2 separate regions of the Hordeum vulgare genome follow, and region 2 is linked to region 1. A link is a contact called in public Hi-C data. All regions are on one chromosome and are shown on one strand. Each heading gives the region's core, a stretch centred on a gene start, on an enhancer-like site or on the middle of the called end of the contact. The rest is flanking DNA. Distances are from core to core; before and after follow the strand shown. Region 1 holds the start of LOC123411506 (phosphatidylinositol 4-kinase gamma 5-like). Region 2 has its middle 220 kb from the start of LOC123411506.

Evidence for each region. Hi-C and Micro-C count contacts between places; a contact is called where the count stands out from the background.
Region 2: a Hi-C map of leaf shows a contact between it and region 1, with 4 times the contacts expected there. The contact joins the enhancer-like site here to the promoter of LOC123411506 in region 1. A contact is called at or near these places in 3 of 6 Hi-C or Micro-C datasets (leaf and seedling) and 1 of 1 datasets of contacts at active chromatin or transcription factors (embryo).

What each region holds. Positions count from the first base shown.
Region 1 is chr7H:123,624,073-123,627,141 of MorexV3_pseudomolecules_assembly, reverse strand. It overlaps LOC123411506 (phosphatidylinositol 4-kinase gamma 5-like), which reads left to right and starts at 1,655. Exons shown (of 2, transcript XM_045104465.1): 1 at 1,655-2,615.
Region 2 is chr7H:123,843,411-123,846,356 of MorexV3_pseudomolecules_assembly, reverse strand. No RefSeq gene overlaps it. Among protein-coding and RNA genes, the nearest start is that of LOC123411506, 220 kb to the right of the region's middle. Within about 2 kb of position 1,521, at least 3 of the 3 cell types and tissues checked have open chromatin away from gene starts, as enhancers often do. A contact at or near this core is called in leaf and seedling, where this site is marked.

The DNA of each region.
Region 1 (3,069 bases), core at 406-2,905:
GTTCGTTAATGCAAATATGCACATGACAATGCAGTTTTTTTGGGGCCGGGGGTTGAGGGAGGCGCGTAAGAATATAATTCCATGACGGGATGGGAAATGAGAAAATGTTGTGTGTAGCGACAGGGAAATTTGTTTTCCCTCCTATATGAGATAGTATATTAATTTCTTGCTCGCATAATTCACAAAAAAATATATTCTTGCTTGTATAACCCGTAAATTAAAAAAAAACCTTGTTGCCTATATAGGGAAAATGAAACTCATCGTGTGTAAACCGGTGATTTGCTATTTGAATTGTTCCACACATGCCACATTTTGAGTTCGAAAGCCACAACTATTGCATTTACTCGAAAAATGGCATAAGCATTACTATATGCCCATAAAAGTGAGCAGAACTATTATTTAGCGCACGTGCTTAATTTTGCAACCGGCAATAAATATGCAAAATTATACTTCCTTGTTTCTAAATATAAGTCTTTTAAAGATTTTATAAGGGACTACATACGAAGCAAAATAAATGAATGTATATTTAAAAATATGTCTATATACATTCGTATGTAGTTTTTTATAAAACCTTTAAAAAGACTTATATTTAGAAATGAAGAGAGTACAAAACAATGACATGGAGTTTGTGCTCCTGAGCTCAAATGCACCATTATAAACACTAAAATTAAAAAAGGTAAAGTTTAAAATTGTTGAATTATCTACATACATGCAAATTATTTTCATGATGAAAAGGGACTCATAATGCTCTAAGCTGAAAAATTGATGCTCCAAAAAGACTGTTTTTAGAACAATTTGGAGGGTTGATTTGTTTTTTCGTCTAAGGCATTAGGACTGATTTTAATTAAAAGAAGCATACACGTATGTAAACATTCAACAATGTTGGTTGTCAAAAATATCCAATTTTGTTTTGTTTACCTTTTTTTATTGTTCATGGCCAGTGCATTTGAGCTAAGGAGCCGAAGAACACTTTCGATAAAACACAAGGTAAACTTGCCAATGTTATTCATAGATAAAACCTTCACATAAGGTTTAACCGGCAACCCAAGGACTCGTGCCTTTAGTAATGACATTGCCTTCTTTGTGGCCTCTTTCTCGTGTGTTTACCGATTTGGTAATATCCACAAAATGAGCTTTCTCGAAAAAAGGAAATTACAATACGCCTTTCGAAATTAAAAAGAATAAAAAAATCCCTTTGCAATCGCGCATAAGTAGTTGCGTCGCCCCTGGGCGACTTGAGCAACCCCCTGACCTTGGTCGCCACATGCCCTCCTTTCACCACCAACTCTCCTTCTCGGTGCCGCATGAGGTCGCTGACGGGAAAGCCAACACAGCTACCAAGGACAGCAGCGGCGAGGCATCATTGCTTGGCTTTGATTTCTGGTTCTTGGGTGTGTTAGATCTAGGGCATCGACACCGTTGTGAATGTATTGCGGCCTCTGCTGGTGGCATCAATGGCGGGCATGGCTTGTTGCAGTGTGTCGCGGTGCTTTCGGCATCAGAGGTGGCACTTTCCCGGTTGCCTATGCCTCTATAATCCTCTGGCTGGAGAGTGGTGGTCTGTGGCCCCTCGAGACAGCATGAATCCAGTATTCAGCCCCTCCCCCCCCCTCCCGACCATTCTCGACCAGATCTAGGTGTTTTCCTTATCGCCTCATTCTCCTTGGGGTAGTCGAGGTTGGTTATTTTTTTGTCATCGTGGACCTACGTTGTTCCCCTCCGGTTGCCGACCTCCACCTGCATGTTTCATGGTTGGGTTGATCCCTCCCATTTGACTCTGCCCCTTCTTTGGTCGATGAGGGGGAGGCTAACTCGGTAGTGCGGGATTGTTTGTGTGCGTTGCGTCTCCACAATCATGATCCCTCCAATGCATGTGCTATGCTCGTGCATGTAAGTTTCATTCACGGACACCTCCCATTGCGGTCACGGTAATGTTCCAACCGTTGCTCAAGTTGATGAGATCTTTAGGTCATTCTTGTCGATCTAGACCGTACCATCATCGACTTCTCATCAAATCATGCCATCTTTGACAACATACCAATCATGTCATCTCCGACGTTATAATCCCTTTCTTCTCGATGAATTACATGCGGCTCTCCTACACGGTTCACCAAGAATTTGCGGATAGGCCCGTGGAAAAACCGCGCAGGCCGTACGATCCAATTAGATCAAACCCGAGGGTCGCCGGAGGAAGAAGGCCATCGCACACACTGACACACACGCGTTGGCCCGGCCAATCCAAGCTCACGCGCCCCTCGCACCTCTCTCCCCATTACCAAACCTAACCATGGTTTGCTCAGCTCCTTAAATTAACCCCCCCTCCATTACACATCTCCCCTGTCCCCCTCCTCTCCCTCTCGCACCCCCACCCCCACCCAGCCTCCTCGCAAGCTCTCGCGCTCGCACGCTCGCTCAGGCACGAGAGAGCGAGGGAAGAAGAAGGGGGGCGAGAAGTCAGGACCCGGGAGGCGGAGGCGGCGGAGTGCCGTGCCGGGGAGTGGGAGGAGCCGCTCCAACGCCGGACGCCGGACGAAAGAGGCGGCTGCGGCGCACCTGCCAGATCTGCGGCCCCGCCGGCGGCGGGCCGCCATTTCCAGGTCTCCGCATTGGTTCAGGTACGGACAAGGCTTCATTCCCACCTTCGTGCTGGTGCTCGTTCCGCCGGTAGAGTCCCGGGCCTTCGCCGCTCCTTCTCTCTTGCTCAGTGGAGAGAGCAGAAGTGCCGGCGTTCTTTTGGTAGGAAAAAAAAATACGGTGCTTCGTCGCCAAGGAATGGAGCGCGGCTTCGTTCTGGTAGTTTCTGGAGCAATAATTGTTCCTCTTTTAGGATTCTCCGGGCATTTTAGCTGGACCGGGCTCATTAATGCCATTCCCTTACGCGTAGCTCGTGTCATCAAGCGCTCAATCATCTGACGATTCTGTAGCTCGCTCCAGCATCAGCTGATCTACTATGTCTGAGCGAAGCTCGTACGTACTCGCGCAGCTTCCTTAGTGCGGATTCAGCTTGAAAGCTCCAAGATTTCTGTCGTAAAAAAGGCCTCTTGGCGACTGCGTGTGACTTTTTACTGA
Region 2 (2,946 bases), core at 272-2,771, 220 kb before region 1:
AGATGTACTTTTGTTTTAAATACATTCATTTTTATACATTTGTGCGACAAGTAGGAAGTAGATAATAATGCATATTGCTACTACCTAAGCTGGAGGCCCTTGATTTCTTGACCCCGTTGCATCGCCTCTCTGCCCCTCATTAGGGTTGGCTCTGACTGCATAGTCGGGCATCTATGTGGTGAATGTTCGGGCATCCGCAAACCTTCAATTGATTGGTTTGTGGAATTTTAAACGCCCAGGCCGATTCGCTATCCGGGGATATTTGATGCACAACGTTGGATGGTAAAACAAAAGTTCAAATCATGTTGTAAAATATCCACGGTAGAAATAACATAATACTCCCTCCGTTCCAAAATAATTGTCTTAACCTTAGTATAACTTTATACTAGAGCTTTTATAAAGTTAAGACATTTATTTTGAAACGGAGGGAGCAGATAATAACATAGATGACACATAAACGAAAAAAAATGATGTGACCGTTAATTAATAAAAAAAGAGACAAATTAAATAACATAATTATTTACTCGTACTATGAATAACATCACACATATCAAGACAAGATGAATCTATATGCTAATAACTGAAATTTCTATGTTATTAATCACTATGAAAATGATAATTTAGACTAGTAGTATATGCATGAGGCTGGTCATAGTGGGAGTAACTAAGATAGTATCATGTAATCGGGAATAGCAAACATGTTGATGTGACAGGTAATTAAAGAAGAGAGAGGGGGTTCTGGTTGCAATGGGTAGTATCATATAATAGTATCATGCATATGATACTAGTCTATGATACCACATCCGTAATACCTAGTATCATATATTAGTATCATAAAGAGTTCATTTATTGACATGCAAGACACATAGTAGCACATCATTTAATATGATACGGTATCATGATATGATACTCAACTCTCTTTTTCTTCATTTAATTATATGCCACCTCATTGAGATTGCCTAGTTGGCATGCATGATACTACATATGATACTTCCATTACGGGCAGCCTAGAGTAACATAGGTAGATACCATAACATGTTAAATGCTATGTTACTAGTATGTGTCATGAATGTCAATAAATAAGGTCATCTATGATACTGTTTTATGATACTATACACTATGAAGGTAGTATCATATAATAGTATCATATGCATGATACTACTATATGTTACTTCCCACTATGACCAGCCTGAAATGCATGTCATTTTTTATATTTCTTTTCATTATGGTAATTTAATGATACTTAGCGGCATTTTGATATCCAATGTTGAAAATGCACCCCACGTCCTCGCAAAAAAAACGCACTCCACGTCCTCGCAAAAAAAACGCACTCCACGTCCTCGCAAAAAAAACGCACTCCACGTCCTCGCAAAAAAAAACAATCCACGTGTCCTCGGGAGTTGAAATAAGATCCGCAGCCAAACGTACGTACTTTTATTTGCGCCTCGTGCCCCCACTGAGTACCCCGTCACCGCGAGGCCGGCCAACCCCTCGTGCGGCTGTCTCCCGTCCTGTCACACAGCACGTGAGCAGGCGGGGATACTTTGAGACGTGGCGCGAATCTGGACGTCGAGAGGGGACAGGCATAGCAGATGGACGGCTGCGATGGACGAACTGTTGCTTTTTGTGGACGGGACGCCCTTTGTGGTTGGTCGTGGAGATACGTTGTACGTGGACCAAAAGTAGGACGCCTACGTCTAAGCGGGATGGATCCATCGAGCCGTTGTTTCCTGTTGGTCCTCACCTTCGATCAAGTGTGTGTGGACGATTTACCGACTCCTTCTCCACCCCACGCGATGATTAATTATGCATGGTGTTTATAGCATGAAGGGGGCGTAATGCATGGTGTTTAGCATGAAAGATTTTGTTTATGTTTCCTGTTGGGTCGATCGCTGGTGCATGCTATGATAAAGCAAATAGAGCTCCCTCTATCCCAATTTAGATGTCTAGTGTATAGATGCATTTGTATCTACACAAATCTAAAAGCATCTATAGCCGGATTTTATAAATTCGACTCCTCAAATATTCGTGGATGCGGTCGGACGTATCCATGAACAGTAACCGGACGAGACTTAAATAATTTATTTTACAAACCTCAAATCCATATTATTATGGGCATGTTTGGTTCCCAGCCACACTTTGCCAAGCTAAAATTTGACAGCCACAGTTTAGTTGGCATTTGTTTGGTTTTTGCCACACTTTGGCTTGCCAAACTTTATTGTCGCTATGGTCCATTTGTCTTAGAGTCAATTTTTTTGTCAACTTTTGCCAAAGTTTGGCGTTCGTTTTTTCAGCCACACTTTGTGGCTTGCCACACTTTAATGACTTGCTACACTTTGCCTTGGCAAAATTAGTCTCCAACCAAACAGGCCCTATATGCAAGGTAAACCAATCTTTAAGCGGACCTCGTCCGGCTCTAATGTGTCCATGTTCGATGGCTGGCTGCACTCCCTAGAGTGTTGGTGTGGTCACCGTCGAGATAGACGGGACATGTGATACAAGCCGGCTCACGGGACTCGAGACGTCGGCGTCTCCCATGCCCTACTCTTCCTCGTCGGAGCCCGCGACCCTAGCGGTGTCGGTGGACGGGAGATAAAGATGAATCTGTATTAGGACAAGCCGGCGATGTCCAACACGATGTCATTGCGACGACCGGACTAGTGTACCATATGGGGCGTCAGACAATGCGACGGATCTGGTGGTGTAGGACTCAGATCCGCTGCCCGACATGACGGAGAAGGATGGAGATCGCGAGAAGGGAGCTTGGAGACAGAGTGGAGTGGAGAGAGTGGAGTGGGTGACTAGGGTTTGGTCCGCGAAGGGGATGTGTCGAATATATGTGGGGTCAGGTTGGCCAGCGTTGGCCGAGTCCGATGTGGTGGGGCGCTCGGGCCTCCCCATATTCACCTCATATTTGGCAAGATATGAGGGGTGTCGGTCAGCCCG